Linked DNA regions of Triticum aestivum: region 2 is linked to region 1. Evidence: chromatin contacts called from public Hi-C data. All regions are on one chromosome and are shown on one strand. The core of a region is the stretch at or near the end of the contact, and the rest is flanking DNA. Distances in the headings are between cores, read along the strand shown.

Evidence for each region. Hi-C and Micro-C count contacts between places; a contact is called where the count stands out from the background.
Region 2: a contact with region 1 is called in a Hi-C map of leaf, with 8 times the contacts expected there. The contact joins the promoter of LOC123150991 here to the promoter of LOC123150984 in region 1. A contact is called at or near these places in 1 of 5 Hi-C or Micro-C datasets (leaf) and 1 of 1 datasets of contacts at active chromatin or transcription factors (leaf).

What each region holds. Positions count from the first base shown.
Region 1 is chr7A:221,103,135-221,110,565 of IWGSC CS RefSeq v2.1, forward strand. LOC123150984 (probable amino-acid acetyltransferase NAGS2, chloroplastic) reads right to left here and starts at 3,476. Exons shown (of 10, transcript XM_044570781.1): 1 at 2,945-3,476; 2 at 1,847-1,934; 3 at 1,029-1,237; 4 at 260-411; 5 at 1-71. The coding sequence starts at 3,310.
Region 2 is chr7A:221,398,236-221,405,729 of IWGSC CS RefSeq v2.1, forward strand. LOC123150991 (F-box protein At-B) reads left to right here and starts at 3,860. Exons shown (of 4, transcript XM_044570787.1): 1 at 3,860-4,141; 2 at 4,231-4,436; 3 at 5,623-5,722; 4 at 5,950-7,482. The coding sequence starts at 3,923. The coding sequence ends at 7,290.

The DNA.
Region 1 (7,431 bases), core at 2,226-4,725:
GGCCATCGACAACACAGATAAGCTTGTCCGCCTCGATAGCCAAAGCACATGCTGTCGCAACTTCGTATGTGCTGAAAGTCAGAAAAAGTAACACTAATATCAGATGATGTTGAAGATAAGAATGTTGTATCTGTCTCATCTTGTATTTCATAAAAAAAAATCCTTACGTGAAGTTATGTGGACTGTTTGATAGTGATTTTTAGAAGTGTTACTGCAGAATAAGAAGAAAACTACAAAGTGAATGGGGTAGACATCATACTTGCAATTTAACACCTCTCCTGAACTGGAGTATCCCATATTGCTCACGACAACTATGCTATCCCTATCAAGTCTTTCTTTTATCCGTGAAACATCTATTTTCTTAACTTCACCAGTGAATCCATAGTCAATGCCACCAACAACTCCTCGTCTCTGCCACAAGAAGAGAGAGGTATTTCAGTTCGCCATTTCAGAACAAGTTCACAAACCCACTCAAACATTATTATCTCAAGACAAGCAAAAGAAAAAAGATGCCACATAGAGGTTCATAATCTTAATTTTAAGCTTTACCTAAGTAGTTCCAAATTCCAAAACTTGACACTCATATAAGTACATAATATTAATACCTCCCGATGGGTCCAGTTAGTTATTTTATGTCTGATCTTATGTACCATCTGATGTGTGACTTGGCGGTTCGGTTAGTTATTAAGTTATGTCTGATCTGATGTACAGTCGATGTGTGCATTGGCATATTATCCCTTTCAACTGCATCTATCATTGGACAGTCATACTTATTTGAAAATAAGCTAACAGCCCCTCGTGTACCACTAGGGGTGCTTAACGCCACTTCGCCAACTGGCCTCTACACTTTGCAGTGGCCACTTTGCCAAAAATAAGTTAAGAATACGCCTCCAACTTTCAGGGTTAATCTTTCAAACGTCAGATGGGTCCCCTATATCTGCCTTTCACTACTCTTAGTAAAAAAATTGCATCTAGAAATAGATGAAACCGATATGGTACCGAAAACCAGTATAGTATGCCATGCTAACCTTAGCACCCAGGAAGTTTCCGCTAGCAACATTGTCGGAGATTTCGTGCCAGCGACCATTAACACCATGTCGACGAAGATCTAACATTGGGGGACCAGGAGATAGCTTTGCTTCTATAGTAAGGCGTATTCTGCCAGCTGCCTCCATCGCAGCATCTAATGAATCAGAATCCGTAATACGGTAACGACCACCATAATTGGCCTTCTTTCCTGAGAAATTCATAAAGTGAGCTCCTTCACCACCATGCTAACATGTAGTACAATCACCAATACTATTTAAAGAAAAGATATGTCCAAAGACAAATCATCAACCACGGCATCAATACAAAGTACAGCACTGGTTATGTAGCTTTTACTTGCAGTACTTCGCCAACCATCAACACTACAAGAACCAAGAAATGACTTCAATACTTAATCTCCATTTCCAAAAGTGTGTGCTGAACCGAAAAATAGAAAAACCATAGATGAGATGAGACAAACTATGACCGGAATGCACCCGATACTTATGCTATTAAACTGACTGGATACATCTCCCTCGATATCCTATATATACGCAAAACAAAAATCAGGATGTTCGTCTATATGTAATCTTCATCCAGAACTCACTCAGCGATGCTTATCCCAAATAAGCACCCCACTTTCCTTATATGCTGCCAAATACGTATCAAATACGGCATATAGGAAAAAAAACAAATAAACAAATAGGGTCAAACACAGGCAACTTCAATAGTGTGGACGTTCATTATACAAAAAAAAGACGTATCTTTTCAAAGCATTTTAGCATATAAAAGAGTAAAAAAGCGCAAATCTTCAGCTAACCTCTATCAGCCAAGAGCTTATCAATCTGAACATGTGTTCCAGGAACAAGAACAAATTTGATCCCAAGACCATGTAGAAGCGATATATCCTGCATGTTGAAGTGACGTCAATATTATGGAACTACACATAAGTTGTCAAAAGTATATAAAAATGCATTTTAAAGGAAATTTCAACAAAACTACGCTCTTTAAATTAACACAGAACTACACCTTTAGTGAACTGTCATTTCAGCCAATGAACACTGGTTAAGCCATTATGGTAATGTCATGGACCAGGGTTCATGAAAGGTAACACCTCAGAAAATCTTTATTATTTATAAATCTTGTTTTAGAAGGAGGAGCAGGTCAACCTATCCAAACCCAGGCTCAGCTACCCGGGTGCAAGATTTTTTCTTGGTAATTTTCATGTACAGTGACACCACCCCATTATCAGATGGAAAATATGTGTGGTTTTACACCGGGACACTGGGTCATTTTCTCTCTGGGGTCCGCACCATCCAAGATATTGTTAAAAACAATATTCAACAGAAATGTTTTGATGACAAGGACTGCTAGGCACAATGAAACTAACATGAAGTAAACGTGCCGCTGTTAATTTATTTATTATCTTCTCCAACAAATCAGTTTAGGAGGAGAGCTGGTTTGAACTTAGATCAAACTAGCTTGACCACTCATATCGCAACCAGCCGTCGGTTTCTCTCTTGACGTTGCTCTCTTCTTTGCAGCGCAATTATTATAAGAAAGCAAGTGTGCTGTCCAGCTCGAACAATGACATAGGAAAATCGAGGCCGTGGAGATGGCCTGAAGTTCACTCTCTTCAAATACGTCCAGCAAGATTATGCGATCCACCGTCCAACCTCTTAAGAATTCCTAACTCGGCATGCGCATGCTGAATTCGGAACAAATCTGCGAAAATCCCCCTCTTGTTGAACGATCCCATCAAAATGGCGTTTGAGGCAAAACCAAAAACTAAGCGATCAAAACGGCGAACACGCGTGCAGAATCGCTGTCAAGTGTCAACCCACAGCACCGAAATGCGAATCATCCATTTCCGCGAAAGCGGACGGGGGACCATTCGGGGGGGGGGAGCGACGGGTACCTGCAGAATGCCGTCGAGGTGGGGCCCCGCGACGACCTCCCCGGAGATGACGACGACGAAGGTGCTCCCCCGGTGGCCCCGGATGTACGGCCAGGCCTCCCGGAACCACCCGACGAACCTGCCCCCTTCGTCCGCCTCCGCCTCCCCAGCCCCCAAAGCCCCATCACCGAATAACCCCGCTCCACCGCCGCACCGCACGCCCGTCGCACGCCGGCGCCGTGACTCAGGGGCGCGCATCGCGACCCTCCCGGGCCGCGGCCGCGTCGGCCCCGCCGGCGCCCTGGAGGGCTCGTCGGCGAAGCGCGCGGCGGTGCGGGTCGCCGCCATCGGAGGGGGGTGGGCGAGATTCAGCGGGGGATGGTACATGAGTGCGGCGGGCTGGCTTGGCGTGGCGTGGCGCTCAGGCCGTACGCGGCGAGACGAAATGTAGAGAGAGAGAGAGAGAGAGAGAGAGAGAGAGTTGGAAGCGGCGATCGGCGAGCGATGTGGCGCGCGGAGACGGGGTTTGGGTCTGGGTTTGGGTTTTGCTCGGAATAAGTGGGGGGAGTGGGATATATACGCGGGGTCGTGTTGACTGACGCTTGGGCCTTCTTGTCTGCTTCCGTGGTGGTGACTGTGATCCGACGGTCCGCGCCGGCGGCGTTCGCGTCTGGTGGAGGTTGGTCTCGGCTCGGGGGCGGCGTCAGCCAATGCCAGTGACCATGCTCGCGGTAGGTGGGAGACGCGCGGCTTCTGCGCGCGTGCAAGGGGCAGGCCGAAGCAGCACTCACTCACTATATTATCCTGCGGCCACGAATGCGATTATACGGGTTTCTCGACGCCTGCGGCCGGTCAGGTCATGTCACCGTGACAAATTGCCTTCTTTTACGTTTGTGCACCGCACGGCTTTCTCACTAGCCCTCGTTCGGTCGTCGTAGCTGAATGCCGGGCCAAAATCACTAGTCTCGTCTTATTTTAGGACCATGTGACCCAGCGGCGAATCCAAGGGGCGGGCTTGGATGGGCTCAAGCCTGCCCTCCGAAATTAAAATCCAGCCTATCCCAGTCCATCTCAGCCCAGTTTCAGCCCATCATAACCCAGTTTCAGCCTGTGTACTGAAGTTAAGCCTGCCCTTCAAATTCATTCTAGATTCGCTACTGATGTGACCCTCGTTTACAAGTTTTGTATGATCCGACCCTCGTGCTTATCCACAGACGCATCGCCGGTAGGGTTAACGGGTATATTGACATGGTCAATTGTTGATATTATTGTCGAAAAAGGTTTTCGTCCCGTTTTATATATAAAGTCATGATCATCAATGTCTGGTACAACCGCACTCATCCACAATACACACATCCAAGACATAATACATAAATGTTGAGCACAACAGCACAATCCCTAATAAGGGTCACCGGAAAGCTTCAACCGTGAACACGCCATCGCGAAGAAGTGAAGCCGCATATGACGAACCTTGGGCTTCAAGGCGGCGCCTTCATGAAGGATACGACACCGAAGCACCGCCACCGCCCGATCCGAGGATCAGAGTTTTCCCTGGAGCAACAAGACGGGCAATGAGAATCGCGACGACGCCTTCAAGAAGGGAGCGATCTACGTCATCGCCAATCCGACCGAAGATAGAGCAGATTTTCACCCCGACCAACATTCACCGTCACCGAACAAGGATCGCCAATCTTGATCTCTAGCCTTCCCCGAGTCGTTTTCCACTCAAATCATCTTTCCACCAAATCCAAATCCTGTGAGAGAGAGAGTTGAGTGTTGGGGAGACTATCATTTGAAGCACAAGAGCAAGGAGTTCATCATCAACACACCATTTTGTTACCTCTTGGAGAGTGGTGTCTCCTAGATTGGTTAGGTGTCACTTGGGAGTCTCCGTCAAGATTGTGGAGTTGAATCAAGGAGTTTGTACGGGCAAGGAGATCGCCTACTTCATGAAGATCTACCCTAGTGAGGCAAGTCCTTCATGGGCGACAGCCATGGTGGGATAAACAAGGTTGCTTCTTCGTGGACCTTTCGTGGGTGGAGCCCTTCGTGGACTCGCGCAACCGTTACCATTCGTCGGTTGAAGTCTCCATCAACGTGGATATACGATAGCACCACCTATCGGAACCACGCCAAAAATCTTCGTGTCTCCAATTTGCGTTTGCACACTCCAAACTCCTCCCTTTACCTTCATATGCAATTGTTTTACTTTCCGCTGCTATACTCTTATAATTGCATGTGTAGGTTGATTGCTTGACTTGTGCTAAGTTGCTAAAATCTGCCAAGAACTAAAATTGGGAAAAGACTAGATTTTTATTTGGTCAAGTAGTCTAATCCCCCCCTCTAGACATACTTTCGATCTTACAAGTGGTATCAGAGCTTTGGTCTCCATTTGCTTTGATTTCCATAGCTTTTGGTGGTCATAGCCTTGGTTTCACAACCTAGGAGAGTATGGCGTCTAGCGAGGGAAATTACCACCGTAGAGGTCCTTACTTTGATGGTATAAATTTTGCTAGTTGGAAGCATAAGATGATAATGCATATTCTTGGCAATAACCCCGTCATTTGGGCTATTGTGTGTATTGTCTTGCAAGGTGAATTCTTCGATGGGAAAGAACCAAAACGTGAAGCTACCGTGGAAGAGTTGAAAATGCTACAATACAATGCTCAAGCTTGTGATATTCTCTTCAACGGATTATGCCCCGAAGAATTCAACAAAATCAACCGTCTTGAGAATGCAAAGGAAATTTGGGATACTTTGATTGATATGCACGAAGGTACCGAATCTGTCAAGGAATCCAAATTGAACGTGCTTCAAAGTCAGCTTGACAAGTTCAAAATGAAGGATGGTGAAGGTGTCGCTGAAATGTACTCTAGGCTTGCTCTCCATCACAAATGAGATTGCCGGCTTAGGAAGTGAAGAGATGACCGATAGATTCATCATCAAGAAGATCCTAAGAGCCTTGGATGGGAAATATGATACCATGTGCACATTGATCCAAATGATGCCCAATTATAAAGATCTCAAGCCAACGGAAGTTATTGGAAGAATTGTTGCTCATGAGATGTCACTCAAGGATAAGGAAGAGCTTCACAACATGTCAAGTGGTGCTTACAAAGCCTCATGTAATGCTCCCACATCATCAAGTGAGAAGCAAACCTTCGATGAAGAATTGAGTCTAATGGTGAAGAACTTCAACAAGTTCTACAAGAGTAGAAGCAAGTAAAGAAGTTCCAAGTCAAGGTCCTACAATGACAAAAGATCTTCTAGTCGTGAGCGCAATTGCTACAATTGTGGAAGACCCAGACACTATTCCAATGAGTGTACGGCTCCCTACAAAAGAAGAGAAGATTCTCCCTACAAAAGAAGAAGTAGAAGAGAAGAATCACCATCAAGAGAAAGGAGTACAGATGATCGTTATGAACGAAGACCATCTCGGAGAAGTAAGGACTCGGAAAGGAAGGACAAGTCATCAAGAAGCTACACAAAAAGAAGACATCAAGTTCATGTTGGTGAATGGGTATCCGGTTTCGACTCCGACAATCACTCCGAAAGAAGTTATCACTACGACTGCGAATATACTCAAGATGAAGGTGTTGCCGGACTAGCACTTGTGACAACCAACTCCTTCGACATATTTGACTCACCAAATGAAGGAATTGGGAGATGATTCATGGCTAAAGGTCCAAAGGTAACACACCCCGAGTATGTTGATTTCAATAGTGATGAAGATGATTTGCTAGGAGATGATGATTTACTTGTTGACAACTCTAGTTATGAAAACTATGATGAGCTTGCTATTAATCATGATAATCAAGATAAAACGAATGACAATGATAAGAAGGAGATTGAGCGCCTAACTAAAGAACTAAACACTCTTAAGTTAGCTCATGAAACTATCTTGGAAGATCATCGAGAACTTTTAAAGACTCATGATAAGCTACGCTTTGAAAAGCTCAACCTTGAGCAAGAACATGAGTTTTTAAAGGCAATCAATGATGATCTTCGCAAGAAAAGTTCTTCTTACATTGCCAAGTGTTTACTCTTGTCTACTTACATGCCACAAGTTAAATCTAGTAACAAGAACAAGAAAGATTCTACATCTAGTAGTAACAACAATCATGCTAAATCCAATGTTGTTGCTTCTAGTAGCTCTCTTGATTCCACTAATGATTCTCTTAGCCAAGTTACACTTGACCAAGAAAATAGCGTATTGAATGGAATTATAGAGAAAGGTGTTTACAAGAGCCTTGCCGGAAGTAAGCAATTTGAGGAAATTGTACGCAAGCAAGGAAGACACTGGAAGAATCAAGGTGTTGGTTTTGAACGAAAGTTCAATGCCAATGGAGTTGAGTGGGAAGAAGATCAATACCCCAAGACGAAGTTTGTTCCTTAACAAGAGAAGTATGATCCTACTTCTTTCAAAGGAATACAATCTCAAGATGATCTTCCACCACAAGACCACAAGCAAAAAGGCAAGGACAAGCTTCAAGAGGAGATTGATGCAT
Region 2 (7,494 bases), core at 2,610-5,109, 300 kb after region 1:
CATCAAGTTCAGCTTCCGTGGGTGTGTATGGGCAACTTCAATGAGATCCTTTATAACCATGAGAAGCAAGAGGGGGTTTCCCGCTCCCATAGATGTATGCAAAAAATTTGAGATGCTCTGGATTTTTGTAACTTGCATGATCTCGGCTTCGAGGGAGATGTTTTTACGTGGAGGAATAAAAACTACCGTGTTGATGGCTATATTCGTGAAAGACTAGACCGGGTTGTAGCTACACCGGAGTGGTGTGCCCGTTTCCCGGCATATAAAGTGGTTAATGGTGATCCAAGGAAGTCGGACCATCGGCCCATCACACTTTCTCTTGATGGTAGACCGGGACCGAGGCGCTGTGGGGGTGGTGACCGCCTGTTGCGGTTTGAGGCTCGGTGGCTGTTGGAAGAGAAGTGTGATGATATTGTGAAGGAAGCTTGGGAAGGGGTGAGGGGGGAGGATGCTTGGGAGAAGTTGAAAGGAGTGGTGAAGGCTCTCAATACATGGAGCCGGGATGTTTTGGGCGATCTAGGGAAGAGGATCAGGAAGCTGAGGAGTGAGTTGGAGGCTATTAGGAGGGAGCCTATTTCTGATAGGCAGGTGAGGAGGGAGCAAACTATCAGTTTTAAGTTGGATCGCCTTGAGGAGCAGGAAGATTTGGTCTGGAGGCAACGGGCCCATGTCAACTGGCTTATCAATGGGGACCGTAACACTAAATTTTTTCAAGCCTTTGCCTCCGAGAGAAAGAGGAAGAATTCCATTCATAGATTGAGGAAGGATAATGGGGAGGTTGTGGAGAGTGAGGAGGGGATGAAAGAGCTCGTCACTAACTATTTTTCTTCTCTTTTTACCTCTGTGGCAGGAAACAATACAAGTGATATAATGAACCATATAGCCCCAAAGGTAACCGACCAAATGAATGCACAATTGTTGGCAGAGTTTACCAAGGAAGAAGTGAAAGCGGCCCTGGATGATATCGGTGATCTCAAAGCGCCGGGTATGGATGGACTACCTGCAATTTTCTATAAGCACTATTGGCATCTTGTCGGAGAAGAGGTGACACGGGAGGTGTTGCATGTGTTGCGAGGCGGCAGTATGCCGGAGGGATGGAACGATACCCTTGTGGTTCTTATCCCAAAGGTTCAAAACCCTGAACATCTGAAGGATCTTCGCCCTATTAGCCTTTGCAACGTCGTGTACAAGCTTGTGTCTAAAGTCCTGGCAAACCGGCTAAGGTGCATTTTGGGTGAGATTATTTCACCAAACCGGAGTGCCTTTGTGTCGGGACGATTAATCTCAGATAATACTATTTTGGCCTATGAGATGACGCATTTTTTGAAAAGGAAGCGGACGTGAAGCACGGCTTATGCTGCGTTGAAACTGGATATGAGCAAAGCATATGACCGCGTTGAATGGAACTTTCTGGAGAAGGTGATGATGAAATTGGGATTCGCTGAACAGTTCGTGCAGCTAATAAGTACATGTATCAGATCGGTCCGTTTCAGTTTCAAAATAAATGGAACCTGCACTGACCTAGTCATCCCGGAGCGGGGCCTCCGTCAGGGCGAGCCCATCTCCCCCTACTTATTCTTGATCTGTATTGAGGGGCTGTCAGCTTTGTTGCACCATGCAGAGCAGGCTGGGCAGATTAAGGGGATTCAGCTGGCGCCTCAGGCACCCCCATTAGCCACCTGTTTTTTGCTGATGATTCGATGTTACTATTGGAGGCAACCCCGGAAAGCATTGCGGCTGTGAATCACATCCTGCATGTGTATGAGCGGGGTTCAGGCCAAGTCATTAATCGAGACAAATCAGTTGTCCTTTTCAGTAAGAATACTTCCTCGGCCAAAAAAACATGTTCTGCTAAATGCTTTAGGGCTTCGGTCTGAAAGCTTGCATGGCAAATACTTGGGTCTGCCGAGCTATGTGGGTCGTTCCCGCCAGAAGTGCTTTGAGTACTTGCGCGACAAAATATGGGAAATCCTAAAGGGATGGAAGATCAAGTTGCTTTCGAAAGCTGCAAAAGAGATCCTAATAAAAACCGTCATTCAAGCTGTCCCCACTTACGCGATGGCTTGTTTTGATCTTACTAAAGAGCTTTGCGAGAGTATTAGTGCCATGGTGTGCAAATTTTGGTGGTCTAACCAGGAGGAGGAACATAAGCATCATTGGATTAGTTGGGAGAGGATGTGCTTACCGAAGGACCAAGGTGGGCTCGGCTTCAGGGACTTGCATACGTTCAATATTGCCATGCTTGCTCGTCAAGTGTGGCGACTCATCTAGGCTCCGGAGTCCCTCTGTGCACAAATTTTGAAGGCAAAGTACTTCCCTGATTGCGATATTCTGGATGCTTCGACTAAACCTGGGATGAGTTATGTGTGGCGTAGTATCTTACAGGGTCTGGAGGTTGTCAAGGCCGGGATGATTTGGAGGGTTGGATCGGGGGAGAACATTCACATATGGTCCGACCCGTGGTTACCGTCTAATGATACGAGGAGGCCCAGTACTTTGCAGAGCGGTCACTTGCTAACGAGAGTGTCTGAACTCATTGACCCATTGACAAACCGATGGGATCAACAGCTAGTCTCACAAACCTTCACGCCGGCCGATGCACGTACAGTCCTGGCTATTCCCATCTGCGACCAATATGAGGATTTTGTGGCTTGGCACTTTGATAAGAGAGGTATATTTTCCGTTCGTTCTGCATACCGGGTGTATACGGACCTGAAGCTGAAGCGGAGTACCAGGCAAAGAGGCGAGAATATTGCTGGAAGTCAGTATACGGCAAGATTTTGGAACAAACTATGGCGACTTCGATGCCCAGCACGTGTGCATCATTTTCTGTGGCGCCTGGCCCAGAATAGTCACCCGCTATTCCGCAACGTTGAACAATTAGGAGTTGAGCTTGATACATCCTGCATCCTATGTGGCCGGTTTGCGGAGGACGGAGGGCATCTATTCTTACGATGCAAGGAAGTGAAGAAGGTGTGGAGGGAATGTGGTCTTGATCATATCAGAACGGATCTCCTGGCTATGCAATCCCCCCAAGCCATGTTGGAGGTTATCTTTAAACTTCCTGATGATCTGCTACTGAGAGTGGCCAGCCTCCTGTGGTCATGGTGGTCTGAGAGGAATAAAGCTAATCATAAAAAACAGAGGTTAACGCCGGAAGCTTTCGGTGCAAAGGGGCGTCATAATGTGGCTGAATGGACTGAATTCCTCGGGAAGAAGAACCAGGGCTCGCCTACGCCGTCAGCCCGCTGGAACCCCCGTCTGCTGACTATGTTAAGATCAACTTCAACGCGTCATTTCGTGTGGATACAGGGTCAGCGAGTTGGGGTGCCATTGCCCGAGACTCTGATGGTGAGATGATTTTAGTTGCGGCAGGAGGTTTACAACATATGCAGGATGCCATGCACGCGGAAGCTGCTGCATTGCTTAAGGCAATCGAGGTTGTTGTACATGTTGGAATGGGGAGGGTGGTTTTCCAGACCGATTGCCTTCCGTTGCAACAAGCAACTGCATTCTTGATGTTAGACCACAACCCCCTTGGTGTCCTGTTTAGAGAAGCTAAGTTCCAGATGCAACAAGAGTTTATAGTTGCTTCTGTAGTTTTTCAGCCAAGAGAGTGTAACAAGCCAGCGCATGTGCTGGCTGCCTCTGTCAATCGGAACATACCAAATGGCCAGTCTATTTGGCTTTCGGAGTTCCCCATCGATGTAACCCGTGCTGTGGCCGCCGATTTGGTCGGTCCACCGTAATTTTGGAATGCAACGTGTTCCAGTTTCAAAAAAAAAACAGTAGCAGAATAAAACCAAATAGAACGACGGCAGAGGGCCCACATGTCATACCAACACAGAGGGCCCGCGAGCCGTGGTGGTATATCCAGGGACGGTCTCCGCGCATCTGACTCTAGGTCTGAAAGCAAGGAGCTATGGAGAAGAAGCCCCGCGCCGCCGGCGACGGCCAGGGCGGCGGCGAGGCCTCCGGCAGCGGAGGAGGAGGCCTGGTCGACATCCTCCCCGAAGCGCTCCTGGTGGAGGTCGTTGGCCGGGTGGGTCTAGAGGCCGCCTGCTCCGCCGCCGCATCCTGCCGCGCCCTCCGAGGCGCCGCCGGTGCCGCCTTATCCTCCGTCGCATCCCTAGACCTCTCGGTGAGCCTCGTCGCTCCCCCCTCTCTCGCGCTCCCCGCCCACCGCCAGAGACGGTCTCCCTTTAATCTGGGGTTTGGTCGCTGTTGCAGGCGTTTACGCCGACGAATGCTATCGCGAATAGGATTCTTGCCGGTAATGGAAGGCTCCGCAGCCTCGCCATCAATTGCAGCCTACTCAATGACTCCGCGGTCGCTGCTATTGCGAAGGAGAGCCTCCGCGAGCTCTCGCTGCTCAAGTGCTCGTCGTTCTCCCCATACCTCTTTGTGGTGATTGGCGAGAGGTGCACCAATTTGAGGTATGCCTCTTCAGCAATTGCGTGTTTGCTTATGCTACGGGTTAGATTACAGTTGGACTTGTGGTGGTATTAGCTGATATGGTTAAAAAAACATATTTTGAGTCAGAACACGTAGTAGCCGGGGCCTCAATAAGTACAAGGGGCAGTGTTGTGTGTAACTGAGAGAATCAAGATGGACTCCGGCGCGGTTCACGGAGGGAGTGGTCTCTGACCAGAGTCTCTCGTGGGTATTGAGTTTGTTGGGATATCAGATAGTATCAGGGGATCCCATGGGATGTAGGTTTTGGCTGAACCTCGTTAACAAATAGCACTGTCAATCAAGGTTCAACATATCATATATTGGGTTTGTATCGGTTGGGCTTGAACATATCGGATGTCGTATATCGGACGATATGTAGATATATCGAAGAAAATATATATGGAATTTTTTTCAATATTCCTCAAAAATATTTTTACAGCGAAAACAAAATGTATGGTGTTAATGATCTAGCATAATAAATTTAGATTCCTAGTTTATGAACTTGTTAATTAAGAAACTATTTAAGACATATTCACAAAATCCTCACTCTAAGATTAAAAACAATAACTTATATATGTGTTTCTACAAACATTACGCATGACTAACCTTAAAAAAAACATTACGCATGACTTTGCTAGTACGATGAAGTTGTAAATACATTTAACAAATCACTGGTTTGTGATAAATAATTGTGTTCATTGACTTACCTACCGGTCTATATCAATGGGCACATCGCGTCAGATATCGGCAATATTGGTCAATATTTCGGTCCACATCGGATGATATGTGAAAATGATATATTATGTTTACATCGGTAGAGCCCCAAAACTGATATATCGGCCTACATATATCTAAGCTGCATGAGCTGGTACTGTGACTAGTGGAACCAAGCGGCCATGGTATTAGTTGTGGAAGTAGCATTGGCACTAAGCCATGGAGGCTAATTTCAGAACAGTATATTTCTTGAGAAATTGGATTAGGCGCTACGAACTGTTGCCTAGTATTATTGCATTGTAAGGTTTATTGTTGTCCAGGTGGGATGGGCATTGGGGATATTTGATTTGTACCTGGCATAGTAATTGGTTATGTTTCTGTTCTCTAAAAAATGATTTGTTTTCAACTTGACCCAAATTGTGGGAAGTCTGAGCATACTGTATTTATATTCAGATCAATTACACTGGAGATGGCAAACTTGAATGGCAGTGAACATTTTGTGATCTGCCGTAAATCCATAGCACACATGTTCAAAGGATGTGATTACTTGGAGGTGAGGTGTCTTTGTCACATATGAACACGATATTGCATGTTTGGATTTTTTAGATTAGTAGCTTTTGAGTACAGTTTAAGTAGAAAAACAACCTTTGAATACTAAAGCATATATATAAAAGGTTAAGTAATATTAGCCATGGATTTTGAGTAATTAGCTGTTGGAATAAGTTCATTTGGTTGCTGTGTGCCTGTGCCTAATCTGTCTTTTCAAATCTATCAATGCAGAATCTTTCGCTGAAATTTCCTCTCCTAGCTCCAGGCTCTGTTGATTTTGATTCTTTGGTGCCTGTTATACCTAGTACCATCAAGGTACTATTGCTAATGCCTGTGGCCAATTGGCAGGCAAAGAAACTCTTTCCCATAAGCCCATCTGCGAAGACACCCTTCAGTGACAGTCTAGAATCACTGTCTTTAGTTCTGGACATAATAACGGATGAACTTGTTACCTTCATCACAAGAAGTCTCTCAAACTTACTTGAGCTCTGCCTAGAAGACAACCCTGGAAGTGAAGCAGATCTGGACAATGATCTGACCAATATTGGGCTGCAAGCGCTTGGCTTATGCCAGAACTTGACACATTTATCTCTTACACGCGGTAAGCAGGGTTGTTCTTCCACCTTCAGAAGGGTAAACGACTTTGGGCTACTGATGCTTGCTGAAGGATGCAAGCAACTCCAAACCATTAGGCTTGGTGGGTTCTCTAAAGTGAGAGATGCTGGATATGCAGCCCTTCTCCACTCTTGCAAGGACCTGAGGAAATTCGAGGTCAGTACTGCCTCATGTTTGTCAGACTTGACGTGCCTCGATCTTGATGAGGCAGCAACAAAGATCACGGAAGTGAGATTGCTATCCTGTGGTCTCTTAACCAGCGAGACAGCAATATCTCTCTCATCCTGCACCAACTTGGAGGTTCTTGATCTGTCGGGTTGCAGGAGCATTGCAGACTCTGGCCTGTCCTCCATCTCACAGCTTTCCAAGTTAACACTATTGGACCTTGCCGGAGCTGACATCACCGATGCAGGTCTGTCAGCACTCGGTAACGGGAGCTGCCCAATATCTTCCTTGTGCTTGAGGAGTTGCAGAAGGATCACCAACAACGGCATAGCCTCATTGCTGTGTGGGAGTGGCATCATCAACAAAACCTTGGTCGCGTTTGACATTGGGAACGTACCAAGGATATCGGGTAGAGCCGTCACATTGATCGCCAAGAACTGCGAGCGGATAAGCAGCCTGTGCCTCCGAAACTGCGTCCTCATCACCGATCCATGCCTCGAGACTCTAGGTTTGGACCGGCATGGCTCTGGCAAAAGCACCCTGAGAATGCTCGATCTCTCCTACTGTACCAGGCTGTCCCGCAACTTCCTGAGGCTGTTTGATCCGCTGGTTGACCCGCCGCTGTTCCGAGGCCTGCGGTGGCTCGGCGTTGGGAAGAACGTGCTGGAGCGTCGAGGGGGCAGTCTGACCGTTGCAGAGATCCTGGAGCGGAAGCCAGGGCTGACGATATGTGGCAGTAACTGCGAGATGGGTTGCAGGAACCAGTGCCATCCTGATGTTCGCACCCTGTAATATGCATTATGTAACATTCTTTTGTGACATTCCTGTTGGTGTTGTAATGCTCTGTTCCATTATGTAACACACAATTCTTTGGACCGTTTGGTTTTCACATGTTGTAATTCTTTTGACTTTGGTTTTCTCACATGTTGTACTGGTATCTTATATGACTTTGGTTTTCTCACATGTTGTACTGGTATCTTATGACTTTGGTTTTCT